Regions from separate parts of the Rattus norvegicus genome. Here region 2 is linked to region 1. Evidence: chromatin contacts called from public Hi-C data. All regions are on one chromosome and are shown on one strand. The core of a region is the stretch at or near the end of the contact, and the rest is flanking DNA. Distances in the headings are between cores, read along the strand shown. Region 1 overlaps Plat (plasminogen activator, tissue type). Region 2 holds the start of Polb (DNA polymerase beta).

Evidence for each region. A called contact is a pair of places that touch in the nucleus more often than the background predicts.
Region 2: a contact with region 1 is called in a Hi-C map of Schwann cells, with 2.7 times the contacts expected there. The contact joins the promoter of Polb here to the enhancer-like site in region 1. A contact is called at or near these places in 2 of 12 Hi-C or Micro-C datasets (the A7r5 cell line and Schwann cells) and 1 of 1 datasets of contacts at active chromatin or transcription factors (oligodendrocytes).

What each region holds. Positions count from the first base shown.
Region 1 is chr16:75,938,383-75,944,872 of GRCr8, reverse strand. It overlaps Plat (plasminogen activator, tissue type), which reads left to right. Exons shown (of 14, transcript NM_013151.3): 14 at 917-1,807. The coding sequence ends at 1,075. Among named protein-coding and RNA genes, the nearest start is that of Ap3m2, 21 kb to the right of the region's middle. Within about 2 kb of position 4,017, at least 22 of the 93 cell types and tissues checked have an H3K27ac peak or open chromatin away from gene starts, as enhancers often do. A contact at or near this core is called in the A7r5 cell line and Schwann cells, where this site is marked.
Region 2 is chr16:76,078,617-76,085,106 of GRCr8, reverse strand. Polb (DNA polymerase beta) reads right to left here and starts at 3,204. Exons shown (of 14, transcript NM_017141.2): 1 at 3,132-3,204; 2 at 2,884-2,941; 3 at 283-349. The coding sequence starts at 3,192.

The sequences.
Region 1 (6,490 bases), core at 2,768-5,267:
TTTTTTTTTTTTTTTGAGACCGGGTCTCACTCACTGTATGGTCCTCAATAGCTTGGAACTCTATATGTAGACCAGGTTGGCCTTGAACTCAAAGAAATCCACCCCCCTCCCTTTTGAGCACTGTGATTAAATGCATGTGTCACCTTGCCAGATTCTTTTTTTTTATCTTTATTAACTTGAGTATTTCTTATTTACATTTTGATTGTTATTCCCCTTCCCGGTTTCCAGGCCAACATCCCCCTAACCTCTTCCCCTCCCCTTCTATATGGGCTTCCTCCCCATCCTCCCCCCATTACCACCCTCCCCCCAACAATCTCGTTCACTGGGGGTTCAGTCTTGGCAGGACCCAGGGCTTCCCCTTCCACTGGTGATCTTACTAGGATATTCATTGCTACCTATGAGGTCAGAGTCCAGGGTCAGTCCATGTATAGTCTTTAGGTAGTGGCTTAGTCCCTGGAAGCTCTGGTTGGTTGGCATTGTTGTACATATGGGGTCTCGAGCCCCTTCAAGCTCTTCCAGTCCTTTCTCTGATTCCTTCAACGGGGGTCCCATTCTCAGTTCAGTGGATTGCTGCTGGCATTCACCTATGTATTTGCTGTATTCTGGGTGTGTCTCTCAGGAGAGATCTACATCCGGTTCCTGTCGGCCTGCACTTCTTTGCTTCATCCATCTTATCTAGTTTGGTGGCTGTATATGTAGGGGCCACATGTGGACCTTGCCAGATTCTTAAATGCTGTTTTGTCAGGATGGATTAATATACAGCCTAATCTATACCATCAAAATAACTGAGCCTCAAGTCTCCCTCTCTGATCCAAGTACTTTGAGGGCTACAATCATCAAAGTACAAATAACAATACAAACCTTCTTCCAAACATTCTGCCCTGCGTACAAGCCGCTGATCTCTGCTCTTCCACAGGGTGACTCAGGAGGCCCTCTGGTGTGCATGATCGATAAGCGGATGACTTTACTGGGCATCATCAGCTGGGGCCTCGGCTGTGGGCAGAAGGACGTGCCAGGGATATACACAAAGGTCACTAATTACCTGAACTGGATCCAAGACAACATGAAGCAATGACAAAGAAAGCCCAGCTCCTTAAACCCAGAGGACCTGCCTTCCTCTTCCTCTTCCACAGAAGATACGCCTGAAAGGCCAAGCGTTCTTCGCAGGCTCGTCCTCCTGAGCTGCCGCTCAGCAGAGGGAGTGACAGTCTTTAGGCACAGACAGAGTTTACTTTGTGACAGGTACTTCACAAACTTGTACGTTTTAAGGGTGAAGGTCTGACTTTAGAATCAGTTCTGTCAGATGAGATGACAGGGAAATGCCAACCTTCCTATAACTCTAAGATTTTAAAAAGAGAAGTAGACCAAAGTCCACCCTTCCTGGACCACTATTTTGTACACTGAACCACAAGATCGTGTCTCAACAGTGAAATACAACTTGATCTTTCAGGAGTAAAAGTCTGCACTGAGGACAAGAATGTGTTTTTATAGTTACACAGGGGCCCAGCATGGCCTCCAAGAGAAGGAAGGGGTTAGCTGATCAGACCACAGCCCCCTAAAACCCTTGAAATCAAATATTCCCCATCCTCCCACAATCCTCAACTCTTGGGGCATATCCCTTTGTACACAGTGTAGATGTCTTTTTCTTTATAAACTTTCCAGATGGCTGGGAGAACTGTATGATTTTAATATTCGATGAAATGACACTAGTATATTTATATTTGAATCTATTTAGTTTTTACTGTGTTACTAGAACTCTGTATTATGCTGTACTGAAATAATAAATTCCAAGGTATTTTTCACACTTTTAAACTGGTGCATATCTATTCAATTTCTTTTCTTTTTTTCTTTGAGTCAATTGAAAGACTTCCTTTCATTTAGTCAGCATGTGGAAATTCTGCGTACCCCCAAGGCAATATGCTGGGTGCCGCCTAGTAGAAATGGGCTGGGGCTGAGGCTGGAGAGGTAGCTCAATGGTTAAAGAGCACTGGCTGCTCTTCCAGAGGACCTGGGTTTAATTCCCAGCAACCACATGGCAGCTCACAGCTGTCTGTAACTTCAGTTCTAGGGGATCTGACTCCCTTGCACAGATATGCATGCAGTCAACACACCAATGTACATTAAAAAAATAAATAAATTTGAAGAAGAAATGGGGTTGGGAGATTTGGCATGGACAGGAGGCATTTACAGAAATAAAGTAGGATGGAGATGGTCACAGTGCAAAGGAGACCTCACTAGAACAAAGTTGTGAGATCAAGAAGGGGTTTGCGGGGCTGGGGATTTAGCTCAGTGGTAGAGCGCTTACCTAGGAAGCGCAAGGCCCTGGGTTCAGTCCCCAGCTCCGAAAAAAAGAACCAAAAAAAAAAAAAAAAAAAAAAAAAAAAAGAAGGGGTTTGCAGGAAAAGCAGGACTCAGGAGGGTCTTCATGCAATGGGTAAGATGGGGTTAGTGGGTGGATCCAGGGCAGCCGGTCCCCGAGACCCTGAATTTCACTGTTTGAAACAACAAAGAGACAGCAGAGATCGGGGACTGATCCACACTTTGTCTTAAGTGAAGTTTTAAAAATATGTCTTCTGCTATGTTTTATTTATTGGGGTGGGGGAGTTATGAGTGCCCCAGTGCACAGGCGGAAGTTAGAAGGTATTTGGCCGAGTCTTTTCACTTCCACCATGTGGATCCTGGGGGTTTGACCCACATTATCCTGACTTGGTGGCAGCATCTTTACTCACCAAGCCATCTTGCTGGCACAAAGCTACCACCTGCCACCACAGGGCTGAGGGTTGAACTGGGGACCCTGCATATGCTAGACAAGGTCTCTGCCACTGAGCTGCATCCCTGGTCTGTTAACTCTCGATCAGGACTGCAGATGAGATGCTAGCGACTCCAGAGACATAATGACTGTTTTGCTCCAGGAGGCGATAAACGGAAGACACATCTGGAAAATCAACCACACTATGACCACAGACTGAGCAGACAGCTGTGTTACTCTCTAGACAGTAACTACAGCAACACAAAGGAAGAAAACCCTGAGCCAGTTCTTACTGACCTAGCAACGGCTCAACCGATGATGGCTCAGACGACACGTTACTACCTTGGTTCCTCCCCCCACCCCCATTCTGTTTTGGTTTTCTACTCCCCAGAAACAATTAGCTCCCAGGTCAGTGCACACAAGCATGATGCTTCTGCCTGCCTCTCTAGCGCCCCCTTTCTTTAGTGTGTGTGATGTGGGTGTATGCAGGTGTGCACACATGGAGTATACAAGTCAGAGGAGAACTTTCGGAAGCCATTTCTCCCCTGCTGCCACAGGTTGGAGCATCAAACTTTAGGCCCATGTGGTGTGCACTCTCTGGGGCTCATCTTTCTCTGGCCCCTTGTACACTATCTTCCCAGTCACGGGATGCAACCTCTGTTCCAGCTTTCTTCACCGTGGCTTAGTTCCAAGAATCTATCTCATGATGTAATGTTTGCTTTCGGGTGTAGCTAATTAAATTTTTTTAGGAAGAGTCTTATCTCTCTAGGGTTTGTTGGTACTGCCCTGTGAGAGGCTCTTGGGAGAAAAGTAGTTTAAACTCACAAAAGACATTCACTGAAGCAGCCCAAGGACTTGATGGGGGAGGTGTCAGGTGATTTTCCGAAATCTCTGAAGTACCCAGACCAGTTCCATCCATTTGAGTCAGAGACTAAGTCACAGGTTTCTTGACTTCACAAAAGTCTGCCTTCACGCTCTGATCTAAGGTTTTAGACAGAAATGCATCTCTGCTCATTTCTGGAAAACACCGCTTAAGAGAGCAGTAAGCAAGGCTCCCAGGCCCGCTTGGTCGAAGCTGGCTTCACCCCTCCCCCACTGGAAGAGATTTTCTTTCGACACTAGGATTATTGAGACTGAAACCGAAGCTGAAAAGCCTCCTGGGATAGGAATACAAAGTCAAAAGGCCCCAGCATTCCTGAGGGGAGTCCTGGAAACCATACACAGATGGGGACAATTGCTCATTCTTGCAGGGAAGTGTCCAACTCGAGAGTCTTATGAATCATATTAAAGGGTCGGAGGAGCTCATCCCGGCCCAGTGCTGGTTAGGAAATGGAGGGTGCAGAGACTGGAATTCACCAGGAGAAGGGGATGAGTCAAAGGGAAAGTAAATGCCGCCCCATTATTCCTGGTTGATTAATAAAAGAGGGTAGCAGACCCATAGAGCAGCTATGATCCCGGTTAACTGCATGCTTGGTTTTGGTTGTCAAAGACCAGAGGAGCACAGAGCCTTGGTCCTGTCCCCCACAGAGCCCAGGCCTTGGCATCGCCAAGTATTACAGACTTTCAACTCCACGTGGAAAAGCTGGGGTACACAATCCTTAGTGTTTAAGTCTCCTTGGGTTTCTCATGAAGTTCGTTTTCAAAGCCACTAACAATTCATAACCGGTTCTGATGGCACCTAGTCACCTCCTACTGGCATAGAAGAAAATATAAGTTGATAAGGTTTCCTGCTCCCAGTGCCCCAACCCCCAACCATCCAGACCAAGGGAAGGGGTCCAGCAGTCAGCCCTGATCAGGAGGGAATGCGTTCCAAGATCCCAGTGGGAGTCTGAAGACAGACACAGAAAGCATCTTTTTCCTTTAAGTTGTATCCTACGAGAAGATACAGTTACAATGAGATCCAGTAAGACATTGGTGGTGAGTTAGCAGAAGACTTCAACCGCTACATTCAACGGGTGCCTCTTGTTCCAGAGAATCCCTGCTAAGTCTCCCTTCAGGCTCAGCACAGCATGTGAGAACAGAAGCAACCAGAACATAGGTTTTCTTCCCTGCCCCCCTCCCCCAACGATACCGATGCCTTTGTCATTCGCTGCCAAGGCACTGCAGTGTTGTTGCAACAGAACTGCATGCAGTCCGCCCCCCCCCCCCCAGTGCTTACAATTTCAGTTAGAAGTCTCCTCCTTACTGAGACCTTTACGTGTGATTTTTGTTCTTATTGGGAGCTTTGAATTTCTCACTGAGAGGAAACACTTTCTTTCAACCTTCTTGATCTTTCTTTTTTTTTTTTTTTTTTTGGTTCTTTTTTTTTTTTTTTTGGAGCTGGGGATCGAACTTTCTTTGGTCTATCCAACCCCATGGCATTTACTTGTGAATCAGGGCTACTAAATAAAATATCAGTTACCTGAGCACAGAGACTGATACTATGGGCGTTGATAACAGTGGAGACAGGCGGGCCCTTAGTGGCCAGTGAGCAAGAGAGTGTGGAGATGAGGGAGGGGCGAGGCGTGATCTGTGTCTAGGGAAAGATGGGTCCTGCCAGGGGGAGATGGCAAAGTCAGAGATAGACGTCATCAAGCTACTCAGAATAGTACACAACCTGAAAGGTTATCTGTTCCTGGAATTTTCCATTTAATATTTGCAAAATTGCTAGGGAAAGGGGAGGGCACTGTACTAGAGAAATGTTTGAGAAGTGGGCCAAAAAAACTGGATCCAAGAGTAAAGCCGCTTACAGCCAAACTCACACAAAGGAAGAAGAGACACCCCCCCACACACACACACAGGCTTGACTTCTTCACACAGGCTGTGGTATATAGAACCTGCCTTCCAACAGAGACATGTGTGTCAGGTCTAAGAGAAACAAAAACAGAACTTTTTTTTAAAAAACGTTCATTGGTGTTTTGACTCCATGTAAGTCTATGTGAAGCAGTTAGAGTTCCTGGAACTGGAGTTACGGACACGCGTGAGCTGCCTCGTAGTGGATGCTGGGAATTGAACCCTGATCCTCTGGGAGAACAGGGAGAACGGCTAGTGCTCCTTACCGCTGAGCCATCTCTCCAGTCCCAAAACCGAACTCTTAAGAAGCCCAACACGCTTCCAGGTAGTAAACGGAAGTCTGTTGGGGTGCACTCTGTGAGGGTTGTCTCTGTATATTCGACTGCTGATCGCTGCACCAGCAGAGAGCTGAGGGCTGGCCGGATTTTCGCATTGTTATTCTTATATGTCATCATTATCTGCCTCTGTACCTTGTAAATACCCTTCCTTCCTCCCTCACCTTTTGATTGGCTTAGCAAAGATCTGACAGCCAATAGCTAGGCAGGAAAGGGGAGGCGGGACTTATGGGCGGACCGAGAGAGCGGTAAATAGCCACATGGCGGGTCATAGGCTAGGATAAGAAGATTAAATTAGATGAGCTAGACGGGAGATTGCCCAAGGTAAAGGCCTAAGCTATACTAAAAAGTCTCTATGTCATTATTTAACCTCTGGCGGGTCCAAAAAGGCCCGCTATAGATGTCTAAACAATCGGTTTAGAAATGGAGTATCAGTGTTGATGTTGACTGGCAGGATTAGACGCCTCCTGGTGATCGGAATGAGGCTCGCTCCCCATATGTGTTTGGATTCTTGGTCCCCAGTTGGTGGAACTGCTTGAAAAGGATTAGAAAGTGTGGCCTTATTGGAGGTGGTGTGTCACTGGGGATGGGCCCCCGAGGTTTCAAAAGCCTACACCATACCCACTATGCTCTC
Region 2 (6,490 bases), core at 1,955-4,454, 140 kb before region 1:
CTTCTTTATTATTTATTTGTGAGTGCTCGCAGACATGTATGCTCCAGCATACATGTGGCAGTCACAGGACAAACTGCCAGGGTCATCTCTCTCCTTTTGCCATGTAGTTCCAGGGACTGAAGTCCGGTTAGGTAAGCAGGCTGGGCAGCAAGCCTTTATCTACGGAACCGTCTGGTCAGTCCTGTTTAAACCTCAGGTATGCACACTAATATGACGTGACCCAGTTTCTTTCTTTCCCCCACCCCTCCAAAGACGGGGTTCACTACTGGTCATTATGCTTACCAATTTCTTAGCTTCTGCTCCACTCTTGATTTTGTGTGGGTACTTTGCTATCACAGATGCTGCTTTTCTATAAACAAACAAATAAAAAGGAAGAAAAAAACAATTGAAAATCCAGCAGATGCTTATTTTCTCTTAAACTGAACTACACATACACCAAATATCCACATTAACACTTTACAAGGATAGATGGTTTCCTCCTGCGTAAAACTTAGAACCTGATCGATGGACGTTCAGGGACTTGGAAAGAGCAAGACTGGAAGCGGGTGGAAAGACATCTGGGGAAGATCACAGGGACTGCCATGTGCCAAGGCTGCCCTGGCTACAGCTGTTCCTCGGTGCCAGATCTGCCAACAGCAGAGGTCAACACCGGACCCAGATGTGGTCCATTTCCCAGTGTGACCTGTCAGGGACCTCATGGTAGGTTGACTACCCTGGGCTGCTTCCTCTGTGCAAAGGACAACACTTTGTCCTTACTGGATAGGATTCTTATTCTGGTTATGGATTTGCCTTTCCAGCATGTAATGCTTCTGCAAAAGCTACCATCTGCGAATTGTCTATGACCAAGGAACTCACTTCATACCAGAGAAGTGCAACAGTGGGCCCACATTCATGGACTCCATGTTCCCCACCATTCTGAAGCGGCTGACCTGATAGAATGGCCTTTGAAGGCACAGTTACAGCACCAGTTAGGTGGCAGCAGCTTAAACATATCCATAGCTTAAACTCTGAGCTAACAATGCCCCTTCTAAAAGCCAAAGAACAGCCAGGCAAACATCCAAAGCTAGGCATGAGAAGCCCTCTTTTGAGTTTTCACCCAGGAATGTCCTAGTATGTCATGTATGTCCCCAAACATACAGGCTACTGCTACTGCCTTTAGTGGCACCCTAGAAGCCACCAAAGAAGTAGAAGGTAAGTCCCTAACTGCTGAAGAAACCACGCATTTCAGACACAGGGCTCGAGGCCTCTGAGCTGGAACTGACCTGAATTGTCCCTTCTCTGAGGACTGGCTTTCAGGGCATCAGGCACCAGGCAAGCTTTCAAAGGAGCAGAATCAACCAACAGCTCTACACAGCTATGACACCTATGACCCACAATGACCTGCATGGCATGCTAACACTAAGGGTGCAGTAGGGACACATATATCTCCGTGGTAACCAACAACTCTCTAATTGGACTTAGGACTCCCTCATCAACAGGGAAATCCATCATTCCTGATACCAGCATCCTGGTACCAGGCCTAGTGAAGTCACAGGTCTTGGAGAAGAGCCTACAACCACCACTTTCCCAAAGCAGCATAAGCCCTAACTATATAGTCTAAATGTTCATCCTTATACCCACAGACAAGTGTAGCCTTCACCCCTCATCAAGAAAACTGCTCTTTTGCAACAGAGACCATTACAGAAAACCATAACCAATCAAAATGCAGAGTTATGGGGCTAAGTCCTAATGGGTACGTCTATAAGATTAACTCCTAAACCTAAGGCCCAGGGAACACTGTAGAAGAGGGAATGGGAATCAGAGGAGCAGGGAAATTGCTGTGAGACGGTGTTTGTGGCCAGAAATGTCAGAAGCTATACTCATCCGGTCTCACTAACATCACTGCCTAGACACGAGCAGTGTTGTTCACAAGAATGAATATAACAGGCACCCCGAAGTGGTCAAGACCTCAACCTTACACGAAGAACTACAGGAAACTAAGGAATACTGAGAGCAGAGAAATAGACTTTGCCAGGAAAGACGCACCAATTGGTTATCCAGTACCAAAGGGTCAGCCTTGAACACGTCCGAGTAACACAATACAGTTGGTGCAGATTGCATTTATGTATTTAGGAAAATGTATGTCTATACATATAAATATATGTAACAATAAATGAAAAAAGGTTATGAATTTGAGAGATCAAGGAGGGTTATATATGGAAGTGTTTGGAGGGAGGAAAAGGGGAAATGATGTAATTATAATCCCCCAAATAAAAGAAATAATAAAATATAATAATAATAATTAATGGTAATAATAACAATAATGACTCCAGATAAGGAAATCCAGGCATGGAGCAGACTATTCGAGAACTCTAACTGTAAAGACATAAGTACTAGCTTGGGGGAAGCAGGGATCGTTTGCTTTTACTTTTAGAAGCTGAGAGTATGTTTATAGGTTAAGTAGCCAGCTGTGGGAAGAATGGCTAGAAGGTGCCTTCTGAGGTTTGTAGTGATGGGCCAGGGGTTTTCAGGAAGGCAACAGGATCTGTTATGGTCCAACCAGGAGGAAAGGTTGATTTCTTGAACTACATCTATTTCACAGTTCAGACCTCATCTCCTGTTGTTTATTGTTTTAAAGTCACACTGTATTTCCAGTCATTCGAGATTAATGGTGGGAATATATGCACCAGACACCTATTTTCGCTCAGAACTGTAAACGCTCCTGAATTAACCCTATAAAGCTCTGCCAAAATCCTGTATAGGTTAAATAAAGTGCCGCTCGGCTTTTTAAAAAAAAAACAAAAAAACTTTCGGATCGCCCAAAGACCCACTGGGCACCCGTCCCCCCATCCCTGAGAAGTGACAGCAAACTAGGGTGTCCTGGAACGCAAGCCAACAACGTACCTGTATGCATTGTACTTGTGGATCGCCTGGCTCACGTTCTTCTCAAAGTTTGCGAGTTCTGAAAAGACAACAAAGGGCTCGAGACACAAGGACACACCCGCGACCGGCTGTCCCGGGAAGGAGGGGTGGGCGGGTTCCTCCACCGGCGTCCAGGACAGACGCTGCCCGGCACTGCGACTGCGACCCGGGATCGGGGGAGAAGCGAGGCCCGGCTGAGGAGAGGGATCGGAGGGCGGCCCGGGACTCACCCACGAGCATGTCCGTGATGCCGCCGTTGAGGGTCTCCTGCGGGGCCTTGCGTTTGCTCATGGTGCCGGGGACCCACACCTGTGTCTTACCGGTGGAACAATGGCGGCCCCTGACAGGGCGCAGCGCGGTGACGTCACGCGCCAGGCTACTGGGCGGGGCTAGCAGTGCCCAGGCTGTAGGAGGGAATTCCTGGGCAGAGCGGAGGGGAGGCCAGGGTTACCTCCTAGTGGGTTAGCCTGAGAGATCATATCTGCTCTCTTAATCTGAGAACAGTCTGATTTAGAGCCCGAGCTGCAGAAGGAGGTGGACGTTGGCTGCTGTGGGCAATAGCTGCGGAACGAATGGCTTGTATTGTATGTGAGGAGTGCCAGTGCCAGTTCAGCTATCCAAGAGCTGCTCTGTGCTTTTGGACGCCATGTAAAACACGGAATGAAATATGCCAACTGCCAACCAACGGCTAAAGACGTGTTCTGGCTTTGTTTTTTTTCTTTGTTTAGGAATCCATGCCTTTTGTGGGAGAAGCTAAAGCTATGAGAAGACCACAAGAAGAAAATGTCTGACGTAACTAACTCTATATGTGAGACCCTTAGAACTTGCTTGAATTGAAAAATAGCACTTGCGCCATTTATAAGTGCACATCATGGGGTCCATACTAACTGCAAACACAGCAATTCGTTTGGGCATAAATTGTTATTATGATACACACTAGTGTGGGTGAATCTCAAAAGGGTATAGAAGGGGAAAGGAAAGTTAAAGTCAATGACAGTCTTGTCATCCAGCTTAGTTAGGTATGATTAATACTTAGGGACATACACTTTTACTTTTCTACTCCAGTCCTATCTTTTAAATTTTCTATTGCTGTTTTTGTTTTGTTCTGAGATGAGGCATCTATGCAGCCTAAATTGTCCTAGTATTATGAAGAGCAGGCTGGCCTCAAACTCACAGAAATTGTCCTGCCTCAGCCTCCTGGGTGCTGGGGATAAGTGTGCAACTCCAGTTCCAGCAGTACACTGTTATTGTTTTAGGTGAATGAGGCATTTTTATTAGCAAGGACAGGGCACTGCTTTCGGTACTGGATATACAGCAGTGATAAGTCTTGCCACGTCCATGGCAGGTAGTGGAAAAGTGGCCTAAGAACAAGTCAAGAATGAGTGATTCACTGCAAGGGGACTTGCTTAGCAGAAATCAGGCCTCAGCTCCACCACAACACTGCACAGATAAACAAAACAAAGAGATAGGGCAGCCCTTGGCAGGGAGAGATGGGTTCTATGTAGACAGTTCGAAAACACCTCCCATAGGTCCCCACGCACAGAGACATAATGAAGAGGAAGGGGGTGTGGGGACAATTGGAGTGATCCCCGTAGAAGCAGCGAGGTCCACCCCAAAGCTGCCACTGAAAGTTCTGCACCAGCTGGAACAAGTTTACTAGGGTGGAGATCCAAGGATTGCAGTGTGGACTGTGGTTGGTAAAGCTGGAAAATCAATTAGTGTTTTATACTCTCCCTTCACTTCCTGTCCTTTCCCTGTACTACTTCCTCGTTACTTTGTATCACTCTTTCTTGTTCTCCTTTCTAAATGTTACTCTTTATCTACATGTATATTTGTGTACATTAACGCTCTATGGGCTAGAATATAGGCGTCTATTAGTATACACCAATGCTCTATTGGCTAGAATACATGTGTATGTTTGTATATGCAAAGGCTCTATGGGCTGGAATATACATGAAGTAGAACATGTAGCTTTTCTTTTTTGTGATTGTGTATCTTTTTTTTTTTTTTTTTTTTGGAGCTGGGGACTGAATCCAGGGCCTTGTGCTTGCTAGGCAAGCGCTCTACCACTGAGCTAAATCCCCAACCCCATGATTGTGTATCCTTACATAATATTATATATTGTAAGTCCACCCATTTTTTGGAAAAGTCTGTGATTTCATTTTTCTTCAGAGGTTAATAATATTCCAATATACATCAGCTATCCATTACCCATTCATCTGTTAATAAATATCTAGGTTTGTTCCATTTCCTTGATATAGTCAATGAATCAGACTGTGTGTGAGAGTGTGCAAATATCTGTAGGGTAGGTGTGGAAGTCTTTGGGTATACACCCAGAAGTGAATACTGGGCCATCCAGTAGTACTATTTTAATGTTTTTGAAGAGCCTCTGAGCTGGTTTCCATAATGGTGGTTTATTACTTAGCACCTCCACTAGCCGTGAATAAGGGTCCCTCTTTCCCCACATCCTCTCCAACATTTGTTATGACTCCTTGATGACTGTTGTTCTGCCTGGGGTGAGGTGGTATATCAAAGTATTTTTTTTAAAGATTTATTTATTTATTTTGTATATGAGTACACTGTAGCTGTCTTCAGACACACCAGAAGAGGGCATCGGATCTCTTTACAGATGGTTGTGAGCCACCATGTGGTTGCTGGGATTTGAACTCAGGACCTCTGGAAGAACAGTGAGTGCTCTTAACCACTGAGCCATCTCTCCAGCCCCCTCATGACTACGGATATTGGACACTTTTTTGAAATATTTATTGGCTTTATTTAAAAAAAAAACAACTGTTTCTTCAGTTCATTAGACAGTTTGTTTATTGGCAGCTTGATTTCTTTGGTATTTAATTTCTGCACTTCTTTGGGAATCCTGTATATTAGCCCCTTGTCTGAAGTATAGCTGGTTAAAGATTTTCTCCCTTCTTTAGGCTGTTGGCTTTGCTGATAGTTTCTCTTGCTGTCAGAACATTGTCATCTCATGTCGTCCCATCTGCTGACGCCCGAGTCTAGTTCCAATGCTATGAAAGCTCTGTTCTGAAAATTCTTACCCACCCCAGTGTCGTAGAGAGTCCTATATTTTCATCCCGAAGTTCCAGTGTTTCGAGTTTTAAATTAAGGCCTTCCATCCGCCTTGAATCCTTTTCTGTACAAGATCAGAAGCTAAGAGCCTAATTTTGTCCTTCCGAGTGGAAATCCCGTTGAACAGGCTCTTACTGTTTTCATTGCGTGTCTGTGATTGAGAAACAAAAATCAGGCTGGGCATGGTGGCAGTAGAACTCTAATCCCAGCACTTAGGAGGCAGGGACATAAACAAGAACAAAACCGGCTATGGTTGTGGTCCAGGGAGGTCAGGGTCCATCCTAAACTAGCATCCAAATCTGGAGGTGTTGTGCATGTGGTAGTTGGAAACAAAAAAGATGCAAGATTGAGGATACCACAGATTGTCTCTCGGTAGTTTCAGAAAGCTGCTGAGGCCAGGCAATATATATATATATATATATATATATATATATATATATATATATATATATATATATATATATATCTCACAGCCAGAGGCTCTCCAGGGCCATTGCATAACGTTGTA